Linked DNA regions of Triticum aestivum: region 2 is linked to region 1. A link is a contact called in public Hi-C data. All regions are on one chromosome and are shown on one strand. Each heading gives the region's core, a stretch centred on a gene start, on an enhancer-like site or on the middle of the called end of the contact. The rest is flanking DNA. Distances are from core to core; before and after follow the strand shown. Region 1 holds the start of LOC123093074. Region 2 has its middle 60 kb from the start of LOC123133801.

Region 1 (5,883 bases), core at 1,764-4,263:
GGTGATCAAGGAAGAAAGTGGGGAAGAAGCTATGCGAGCGCCGTTCGCCACCGGCTACGCTTTGGCGACATTTCGTGGACTCGACCGTGGCGCCACCGGAACTGAAATTATCTCCTACAGACGATCGGCAATAGAGCAACAGAAGGCGCGCGTGGACGCTGATGATGGTGCCTGTGGTACGGGCGCAGTGGAGGAAAAGGTATCCCGACGACATGTGCCTCGCTGGCTTGGCTTCGGCCGTTGCTGCCGTCGGCCTCGGCGAGGTCATGTACCCAGATGACTTCCGTGGGATCGTCCTCGTCTTACGCCTCCTCATCCGACGGCTTGGTCTGGTGCTTCTCCACAGCTTATTTATGGGGCCGAAATCACTATTCTGACTCTTTCAGCAAACTTTGTCACAAAATGAATTTGACATGAAAGTATTTCACGATTTGACATTTTTAGCAACGCCATAGCCCGCGGCGTTTCTGCCCAAAATGAAAACGCCGAGCTAGCTAGCGTTCCTGTCCAAATAAGAAACGCCGAGGTAGCTCGCGTTGCAGACCAGGTAAGAAACGCCATAGGGCTTGGCATTTCTTCACTGGCACCCAGCCCACCCGCTGCCCCGTCGGGGTCTTTCTTCTCAGCCGCTAGAGACGCCAGGCTAGAAACGCCAAGGTCTGCGACCTTTCCAGCCTTCTTAGAAACGCCAACGTAAAAAACTGCTTCATAACCAGGGTCTAAACGCCAAGCCTTATGACGTTTCTTACTTGGTGACAAACGCCGTGAACTTTGGCGTTGCTTACCTGGTGAGAAACGCCGAGTGGTCAAAAACGCTGGTTAGCTCGGCGTTTTTATGTTGGGTATAGACGCCGCGGACTATGACGTTGTTAAAAGGGTCAGGTCGTGAAATACTTTCACGTCGAGTTTATTTTGTGACAAAGTTTGTTTAAAGGATCAGAATACTGAAAAAGCCTATTTATGGAGAGGCTAGGCAAGGCAAGAGGGGATTCAGAGTTTGACTCCACGTAAGAGAGACCTGGTCAGTATGCATATAAATTATTACGTAAAGATTCCTACACAGGCATGAGTCAGATGAGAGTCCTGATGGTTTACGTCTAGCTCTTGTAACGAGGAGTCTTGCGTTCAAAGTCCAGCAACCCATCAGCGCATCATGAAAGGCCACATGTATTGTGGGTTGATTTTAAAAAAATGTCAGGGTTTTTTTTGATAAAAAATACGCGACGGTGAACCCAACAATGTGAAAGATTCACATAGTCGCCCATGGTTGACGGGTTCGTCGTCCTTCAAGGCTCTGTCCACCGTAAAGGCGTAGCCGATTGAAGGATAAGAACTAGCTGCCCTCGTTGCTCACCGCAACGGCCTGCTCAGACGACGAGTTCACGCAACAGATGGAGGAGGTGTTGTGCCAATCATTGGTCGAACGGGGTCTATCATGGTTACTCCCTCCATGCAACCCAACATCCAAATAGGATGCCACGTCAAGGAGGAGCCGGTGTCCCAACAGTGACATTCAGACCGATCGCCACACCAAGGAGGAGGAGTCGTCCCCTCCGCGTCATCATCCGGGCACCCAGTGGCACCCGGTCTTCCCCGCGGTCAAGCAGCCGTCCTCCCTACCGCAGTAGTCGCCCCCACGCCTACTACCTCAAAGGCGCCGACGCCGGCAATGCGTCATTGTCCAAATTCCCAAAGCGCACCATTGACGTGTATAATAACCCTACTAAAATCCCAAAGCGAGAAAACTAGAGTTCTATCCGGTAGACAGGAACCTCTCCGCACCCCTACACCTGCGGAGGAGGGGGGAACGACCTACCGGCGGAGGAGGGGTGTGGTGCGCTTAGGAAACTCCTTTCTAGAGATGGGTTAATTGATTCGAGTGTTTTTTCATTACAAAAATGCCCTGACAAACTCGACACATCAATGGCCAAAGGACAGTAAATCATCCTCAAATCCATAGGAAACACTAAATCAAAATAATACTCTCTCAGACCCAAAATAAATCTCGTTGATTTAGTACGACGTTGTACTAAATTCGTGACACTTATTTTGGGACCCAGAGAGTACTAGTCAAAATATGACAAATTGCACGCAATACGAAGAAGAAGAATCATAAAAATACGGCAAATAAAATGGACACCCTATTTGATGGGGTCCTTTTCCTCCGTGTGCGGTGCATTGCACGCACACCAATCGTGCATACATCGACTTACATCAACGAGTAATTCACAGCATCACGCGCAAGAAGTGCACAGCATCACGCGCAAGAAGTGCACAGCATCACGTTAATTATACGTAACCAACTGCACGATCCTACATCGCCGCCACGCCGACGCCGGCGCCCTCGCCAACGTCCGCGACGCCATGGCCGCGGCACCTGCACTGCGGGGACTCCTCGAAGTTGTCCGACGTGAAGGCCTGGGAGAGCGGCCCGACGTAGAACATGAGGTGGTCGGCGTCGGCCATGAGCACCTGGTCGATGCCCCAGTTGACGAAGAAGATCTTCACCGAGACGCCCCGGAGGTCCCACAAGCTGCCGCCGGCCACCCTTCCGGAGATCGTCTGCTTGTAGGTAAGCTTGTACCCGCCGTCCACCTCGAACTCACAATCCTTGTCCATGAACACCTGGAACGCGCCGTCCGACCGCCGGAGCGTGTAACCGGTGACGCCCACCGGGAGGATTCCCTTCGGGAACCCGAATTTCTCCAGCATCTCGTAGGCGCTCGGCTCGGCGCCGACCGGATCCGCGACCACCGTCTCGGCGGGGACGTTGCGGGCGGCGGAGACGGAGAAGACGGCGGTGCCGGCGAGCAGCGTGAATAGGAGGAGTAGGAGGCCGAGTCGCGTGGTGGCCATGATGGCGTGTGGATATTCCTGGTTGTTTGGGTGTTCGCTTGCCGGCTATTATTTGCCAGGTTTGCTGGTGAGGAGGTAGGGCCGTGTGGCCGTGTGGGGGTGGATTTGGGTTTAAGTTTGGACATCCGGAGATGTATTACATGTGTTGAGGTCGCGTTGCCGTGAGGTTGGATCCGAGTCTGTTTGTAACTTGGGTTGTAAGTTGACAAGGACCTCATTGCAGCAAGCAAAAGTATCCATCATTAGCTATTTAGGCCCTGTTTGTTTTATAAGTCCTAGGACTTTTTTAAGTCCCAACTTATAAGTCATAAGTTCCTACCTGTTTATTTACAGAAACTTATAAGTCCCGAGTTCCTATCTGTTTGTTTACAGGGACTTATAAGTCCATGTTGCACTGCTGCAACGAGGCTTAGGAGAGGGCATGTCCGGCGATTGGAGGCACCGCTGCAACGAACCGAGACAGAACGAACCGAGGCGGGGCGGCGACGGGGCGGCGAGTCGAGTCAGAACGAACCGTGGCGGGGCGGCGACGAGGCGACGACGGGGCGAGAGGCGGGGCGGAATTTATTGGACTCCCGAAATCTCTCATGCAAACCAAACCGCCCTGGAACTACAGCTCTGTTTTGAGTATATCATTTTCCTGTTAACTTGGTAGTCAGTGACAACAGGGATGCCACAAGGACACCATCGTACTTCCACAAACACCTGCTTGGCAGCGCTTGAAACAAAACAAGGACAATAGAGCTCGCTATCCTTGATAGTTGAATGATTAGCCACCACGTTCCAGGTTTTGTAAACCTCGGACCGGCACACGGTATCTAGATTAGGGTTTCGCTTTTACGGTAAGGTTGTGTATCCTTTGAGAAGGACGCCCCGACTGTGGAGATTGTTTTTGAAAGAAAAACACAAGGTGCGTCCGGTTTTAAAATAATGAAGCCAACACAAGCTAGTGGTTCTTACATAGTCTTACAACCAGAATAGAAACAAGTAACCAAATAACAATCGACCAAGGAGCTTTCCCTGACACAGCTCTGTAGGAACTTAGCCAGGGCACACCGGAAAAGGATGTGGTCGACGTTTTCCGGTCACACAATTCCATAGGAATTTAGCCGCCGGAGGGGGGGGGGGGGGGGGGGGGGGGGGGACACTAGAAAAGGATATGGTCAACATTTCTCGGGTTGCCGCAAAGGGCACAATAGTCATTTCCTGGGCCGCTCCGTTTTATGAAGATTAAGCGCTGATGGTAGGTGATCTAACGAAGCTCGCCAAAGGAAGATACGGACTTTAAGAGGAACCCTTGATGCCAACAATGTCTTCTTAGCACATCGCATCCTAGGGTCTTGGATCAGTTTGGCATAAAGAGATTTCGCTGTGAAGACACCCAATGTCTCCAGGTCCCATTTCACTGAATCTCTTTCGGTGGATAAGGAGAAACCTATAAGCTGCCCTTGTAATGCTACCCAAGAAGCAAGTTCAGGCTCAGAGAGGTTATGCAAAAAAGCAAGATTGAATAGACCATCGACAAACACATTGCTACCAAGGATATCAGGGCCAGATGCAATGACGAAAAGGTTGGGATATCTAGTGTAGACAGGCTTGTCATCGATCCACTTAGAAAGCAAAATTTTGGTGTCTCTCTCATTCCGGACCTCGAAGCAAATGCTCAAGTTAAAAATCTCTCTGCGTTTTTGGATCCCTCTCAACTTGGGAGCCCTTAGTCTTAGAAGCGAAGAAAGAAGCATCTGGGAAGTACTTAGCTTTGAGAATTCAAGCCCACATGTTGTCATCATTCTAGGAATTTTCCAAATCCACTTGGTTACAGAGCCAAGTTCATCTTCTTCGAGTTAGTGATACCCGAGCCTCTCTAGACTTCAGGTTTTCAAAGGTGCGCCCATAGGTACTTGGAGGTTAATTCAGATTTTGGGCAATATGTGAAGGCTGCAGGCCACTTGAGAACTCTAGGACATGTATTGCTTGTGTTCGTGTCAGTTCCTTAGAAGCTATACCATCAGTATCAATGGAACCAGACTATCGCTCTGAAGAAAACAATATCATCGTCGCAACATTCAGAACATTTCAAACCAGGTTAGCATTTTTTTTACAACAAAGAAAAAGGAGAGAGCGGAACGCATAACTGAACATGTTTAGACATAAACTTGCAAAAACCTCTGAAACCAACTTATGTCCATCCCACAATTCACAGCAGAGGCCAAAGTTTCTAGGACCAGGTAATGTATAAGTCTCTGACTGGTCCTCCCACCATAATATTAGGAACAAAGTAGGAGAATCTGGGCAGGAATATATTACAAGAGAAGCCCCCTCTTTCACATTAACTTGCTAGCATGGGAACCCCAAGTAGCTGCCATCCTTCTCAGCGCTTCAGGCGCAGAGCATCCTTGAGCAAAATGGCAGAGTCGCTAGACTGACCGGCTCTCCAGACCCTGAAGTCGTCGTCGAAGTAGCCTTGTTTGTTCCAACCATCCAACAGATCTAGAAAGAACGGGCCTTGCTCGTCACCAAAAGGATCCCTGTAATGCCACATGCCCGACCGCCTTGTCTTGCGTTGCGCCACATGAGTATTCCCAGACTCATCAGCATCCATATCAACAACAACCACGTTTGCACCTTGATCCTGCGACCGACCATCTTCGTCGTCATCAATGTTGATTACTTCAGCTGGGATGCCAGCTGCATTGGCTGCATCAATCATGGTTGGTCAGGTAGAACAGAATGATAAAATTATCTAAGAACCAGAAAACGTTAGGAATAAAGCTGGAAAATTGTAATCAAACTCGTGGCCTCGTGGGCTCATTAAACTGCTTACATATGTGAACGATGGGAAGCTGCGCGCAAAATTCAAAACCATTCATTTACAAAACTAGGGTCACATGATGTTTTCACTGTACGTCACATGATGTTTTACCATGGAAATTCACAGGTGACTTTTAAGTTATTACTTAATAGTAGCTCAATAGGTAAAACCCGGCGCCTCTAAAAAAATTACTACATTTTTCCTCATATATAATA
Region 2 (5,881 bases), core at 3,149-5,648, 620 kb before region 1:
CATGCCGTCCATGCCCTGCAGCGTTCTACGGTGCACGGGCCGCCTGGGGCGTGGGATTGAGGTCTTCTTGGGCAGGCGGCGCGGACTGTGCTGGCCAGGCCGCCCAGTGGTCGGCGCTGGTCATCGGGTCGCCAAACATCAGACTTGCGAGCGGCAGTGGGTTGACTACCGGAAGGAAAGCTCCGGCGCGCCCCTACCTGGCGCGCCAAATGTCGGATTTCGGGTTCCGGCAAAACCCTTGAGGTTCGAACTCTGCGGTGCGCATGAAGATTTCCCCCTACCGAATCTCGCCTCCCAGCCTCACCGCGATCTCTAAGCTTAGCTCGATCAACTCACAACACAAGAAACATAGGATTTATACTGGCTCAGGCCACCATTGTGGTGTAATACCCTACTCCAGTGTGGTGGTGGTGGATTGCCTCTTGGGCTGATGATGAACAGTACAAGGGGAAGAACAGCCTCCTGAGGCGAGGTGTTCTTGTGCTTGGTGGGTGGTTCAGCTCAAGGTGAGATTTCGATCCCACTCCTATGGTGGCGGCTAGTCCTATTTATAGAGGCCCTGGTCCTTTCCCCAAATATTGAGCGGGAAGGGATCCAACAACGGCCAATTTGAAAGGGGACCGTCAGTACAAGTTATCCTGACTAAAGGTGGTCTTCACCTGTCAAAGGCGCTGGTGATGACGCCGTCTTGGGCTCCACGGTGATCTCCGTCCTGCCGTCCTGCTGGTCCTGGTCTTGTTGCATCGATATGGAAACCTTTGCCTGATGCCTCGGTACTCCGCGCCTGCGCTTGCCCCCTTAGCACCAAAGGGGAAACGAGGACACTGTGTGCGTTGGCGCCTGCCTGGCCTTGGTCGTCATGGCTTGCGTCACGGGAACCTCGCGTGGTACCCCTTGCCTTGACCTCTCCGTCTCCTCGAGAGCCTGCCTGGTGAGGCCGCCCCTGAGGAGGTCTTGTGTCGTCCGCCCCGCGAAGCTTGGCCCCTCGCGAGGTTCTTGAGCGTTGGTTGACGAAGACGGGCCGTACTGGACCGCTGGTGGAGCCACGCCGCGGGCCGCAGGCAGGCAAGTCTATGGAACCCCGTTCCCAGAACGCCGACAATCGCCAGGACGGCAGGACGGAGGTCATCGACGAGCCCACCGCAGTGTCATGACCAGAGGCTTTTCGCAGGCGAAGACTACTTTTGTCACGATAAGTTGTACTACATGTCCCCTTTCAAATCCGATCGTTGTGGGATCCCTTCCCTCCAACATTTTGGGAAGAGGACCAAGGCCATCATAAATAGGACTAGCCACCACCATAGAGGGCATCTGATTCACATCCACATCAGCTCCCTCGAGTTCAAGAACACCTCACCTCCTGAGCCCAGTTCATCCATTGTACTATTCATCCTCAGCCTACAAGGCAATCCGTCACATCACACTGGATTAGGGTATTACACCACAACGGTGGCCCGGACCAGTATAAACTGTTGTGTCTCTTTGTCTTTTTGAGCTTGACGCTTTAGGCTTAGGAGGATCGCGAGTAGGCAAGCTGGATAGGTTGAGATCTGCACACGCACCCCAAAGTTCAAACCTCTCAAGGGTTTGCGGAACCCGTAATCCGACACCCACCACTGTGAAGCGACGCCAAGTGCGGCGCTTGGCGTCCTTTGCAAAGACGCTAGTGGCACCGTACTATGTTCTCGCCGACGAGGAGCTCGCGGCGGTGTGGCCAGCTCACCGGACCAAGACCAGCAAGGAGGTTGACAGCCACCATTAGTGTTGGATCAACTTAGGCCTATTTTTAGATTCGCATCCTCGAGTCGAAGCGTGCTGCCCGCAAGAAGGAAGAGAAGGCGTGGCTCAACACGGAGGAGGACACATGACGGTTTCAAAGCGAGCGCACCGCCGTGGCTTGCCTAGCTTTCCAAATCGTCGTGACAACGACAACGACGGTGCCACTAGTTTGCATGTAATATATATTTCATCGATACTTTGCGTTTGAAAACTTTGAAATGGGAAAGGGATAGTGCTAGATGACCGGCGCCCGGCCAGATGTCCACGAACATGTCAGGACATCGCCACGGACATTTGGGACGCCCAATTGTTTGGAGATTTCCTAACCCTTAGTACGACATATAGCGGTTAAGTTGCCCACGGAGCGTGCCTACACGGGTCAGCCCGTTTCGCTGCCTTACGAACCCTTTTTTTTTCAATTCTATCATATTTCTTTTCTATTTTCTATTTTCTTAGTTTTCTTTTTTCCATTTTCCATTTTACATTTTCGCTTGGCGTTGTGTTTCTTGTTTCTTTTTTAATATATTTTATCATTTTAATCTTATTTTTTGTTTGCCTGTTTTGTATTTCTTTCAATAAAGAAATATATACATATTCTCTAAAAACACATGCACATTTGACAATACATGAAGATTTTGAAAATTACGTGAATATATTCTAAAATAGGTGAAGTTTTTTATAATTACGCAAACAAATATAATATTTTTCAAATATATGAAGATATTTTTAAATTAAACATTAAATATGTGATCATGTTTAATTAAAATCATTTTCCTGATTGGATGAACACTTTGAGAATTATATGAACATTTTTCAAAATGAGCAAGAACTTTTCAAAATTACATGAAAAATATTTTAATCATGCAAACATTTTTAAAAACACAGAACACTTTTTAAATGTGCAAATATATTTTTAACATATCATTTTTCATCATTTATTTTAAAAATGATTATATAAAAATTAATTAGATACATATTTTTTTGAGTTTTCAAGAAAAGAGTTGTACTATGTGTTATGGGCCGCACGTTTGCTGCCAGTTAGCTGAGGCGTGCGCGGCGCGGTGCGATTGCACACCATGAACTTCATATAGCAGTGCTTCGCGTCACCGCTGATTATTTTTTGGTTACTAAAAAACCCAACAATTATTGATTTTACAAAACACTTTCTTTTTCTTCTTCCGCTTGATCCATAAAATGTCTAATTTAAAAGTTAAACCCATAGATGCTCTGCTCTGATTTATATAACTCCGGACATCCACGTAGCAGGACACCTGTGAGGCTGACCCCTAATCCGCTTGGAACTAAATACATGGACGGAATGTCCGCTGGCACACTTCCGGGCTTTTATGCAACCGAATTGGTCAGAAAACTCACACAATGATTGATTATAATCCTGTAATAATAGATGATCTGACGTATTTTATTAGTCAGAATGACAGCTGGTTCAAATTTTCTTTCCGGGCATACCAACCAGGTCGACATGGCATCGTCAAGAAGGTAGCCAGGTAACCACTTTTCTATTATAAAAATATAATAGTGCTGGCACTAGCTCCCAGATTTCTTTCAGTTTAGGTCAGTAGGCACTCCAAGCTTCCGGAAGTATGCCGTCAGCCCGGATCAGGAGACAGTTGAGATTGCATGCGTGCAGTATTGCAGTGGCATCCCAATCAGCCTCTGCATTAAGCAATTGATTATCTTTCCCCGGCCAAACTGGGCAACCGATCGCATCGCATGATCGATCTGCAGGAGGTGGCTCGATCAATCCGGTAATCTGCTTCGTGATGACACACGTACGTGTCAGGCAGGCACGAGACGCAAAATAAAGTATAGGACAGGTTGCTGCTGGTAGTATCTCCAGTATCGAGACACTCATCAGTGCCCGGTACACGATCATGGACCAGCCATCGCAACAATATCTCCGGTATCTCTTTTTGTTGTTTTGCATGGTCCCTTTCTCCATCCCCCTATCTCTCGCTCGCTCCCGTTGCTTTCTCCGCTTTTGCTTGATGCCGAGACGCGATCGGGCCCCGGCCACGTTACCCGGAACGAGCGACGCTTCCCGCGCTTTAGCTCGCAACAGCGACCGGCCCGCGCCTTCCTCCCCTCGCGTGATGGCGCCCATGTATCTACCTTGCAGGCGCAATCAATTAAGAGACATTAGATTTTAGATGTTTCATCAACGTTATGAATACTACGTACACATCCGTAGCATCTTCGTTGGACTATAATCTTTAGCTTTTCAATTCAGATCACTGCGAAGCATATGCTCGACCGAATAATTGAGCGCTCCCGCCATTAAGATGCATGCTTAGCTACGTACCAGGCCCCTTTTAACGCTTTCATTATTATTCTACAAGCTACTAGCTCGTGCCCCTTTCACCAAAAATAAAAAGGAAAGGGGAGATCGAGGAGAGGAGAGGGGAGGCGTACGGCTACATGCCCTGCCATAGCCAGTGGCTACCGTGTACAGTACACGCGATGCCTACGTGCCGCTCGTCCGGACGTGGCGGATGGCGCCAGCTCGGTGCGCCGGGCGGTCGATCTTGTACTTTCGGGCGGGGTCGGTTAGACGTACGTTTCGGACAGCTATCGAGCCCAAGCGCGCGTTGCTGTCCGGAGGAGCACGTACACATCCATCCATCCATCCCACGCGGTCATTGAAAGAAGTACATGCATGCGACCGCTCACCGCTGACACCTCGCCGTACCGGCCAAAAGCTAGCTAGGCCACCGCCGGCGACCCCCACTACGCCGTGCAGGGTCGACCTGTGCAAGCCCGCGCCACGGACCTCAAAGCCGCCGTCGCGGTGCAACCACGTGTGCTGTAGCGTTTTCCGGCGAGGTCGAATATGCTATGCCGTGGCTAATGGGAGGAAAATGACGTGGGTGAAAAGAGAGGTCTCGTTGCGTGCGTGTGTGTGGCCACGGTAAATGATCGGATCGTTCGACCGCAGGTCCGCAGCATAGCGATCGATGTCCGTCCGGATTTTAGTGGGGCGGTATATGGTTAGCACGATCGATTTGATTCTCTGTGAAAGGTACGGGCCTCCGGGTGCGGACTACAGTGCTCCGCAAGCTTCGCCAGGCGGAAAGCATGCACCATGTTTGTCGATGCATGCTGCGAAAAGCGGCGCTTTTTGACTAGTTTAGTGGACCGTAATGCCGGGAAGCCTAATCATCTCGTGTCCTGCTGATTGGTCTCGTCCCGTGCATTCCTTGGAGCTTAGCCACGGGATGGATGGAGAGATAGACACGATGATGCTTGATGCATATCCCTGTCGTGGTGTGCGCGCGCGTACATACGTACGGCATCTGCGTAGCGTGGCCGATGCATATCTTCATGGGCGTGTGCGGACGTACGCGGCTGCCCCGAGATAAAGAATACTGTTTTTCTCTTTTTAAACAAGAGAGGAAGAATATATTTTCTTTTCGGAAAAACTTCCAATCTAGTGATCATCAATCATTGCAATACAATGAACACCGGAAATAAAAATTACATCCAAATCCGTAGACCACCTAGCAACGACTACAAGCACTGAAGCGAGCCGAAGGCGCGTCACTGTCATCGCTCCTCCATCACCGAAGTCGAGCACAACTTGTTGTAGTAGACAGTCGGGAAGTCGTCGTACTAAGGCTCTATAGGACCAGCATCACAGAACAACAACTGTCGCCGATGAAAAATAACGTAGATCGGAAGGATCCAAACTGACGACACACGTACGTAGATGCACAACAACAAGATCTGAGCAAATCCATCGAAGATAGATCTGCAGGAGACCCACCTTCACACACCCACCAACAATGCTAGACGCACCGCCGGAATGAGGGCTGGGCGAGAAGACCTTTATTCCATCTTCAGAGAGCCGCCGCCGTCTTGCCTTTTCGAGCAGGACACAAACCCTAGCAAGGTTGAAAAAACGACTAAAAACGAAGCCCTTCTGCCGGCCCTTGCCAGGATCCACCGCGCCTCCATGGCCCTAGGGCCACCGGAGACGAAGCGGATCTGCGTCGGCGCCGGCGAGAGGCACGAACCCTAACTTTTTTTTTTGGAAGAGAAGGAGGCGGCTAAGAGAGGAAGAATATTGTTGTTACCCGGAGCGCCA

The links. A called contact is a pair of places that touch in the nucleus more often than the background predicts.
Region 2: a Hi-C map of leaf shows a contact between it and region 1, with 4 times the contacts expected there. The contact joins the enhancer-like site here to the promoter of LOC123093074 in region 1. A contact is called at or near these places in 2 of 5 Hi-C or Micro-C datasets (both in leaf).

What each region holds. Positions count from the first base shown.
Region 1 is chr1B:487,145,638-487,151,520 of IWGSC CS RefSeq v2.1, reverse strand. It overlaps LOC123093074, which reads right to left and starts at 3,013. Exons shown (of 1, transcript XM_044514970.1): 1 at 2,104-3,013. The coding sequence starts at 2,856. The coding sequence ends at 2,314. LOC123133737 reads right to left here. Exons shown (of 22, transcript XM_044553202.1): 22 at 4,981-5,553. The coding sequence ends at 5,228.
Region 2 is chr1B:487,767,713-487,773,593 of IWGSC CS RefSeq v2.1, reverse strand. No RefSeq gene overlaps it. Among protein-coding and RNA genes, the nearest start is that of LOC123133801, 60 kb to the right of the region's middle. Within about 2 kb of position 4,398, at least 4 of the 8 cell types and tissues checked have an H3K27ac peak or open chromatin away from gene starts, as enhancers often do. A contact at or near this core is called in leaf, where this site is marked.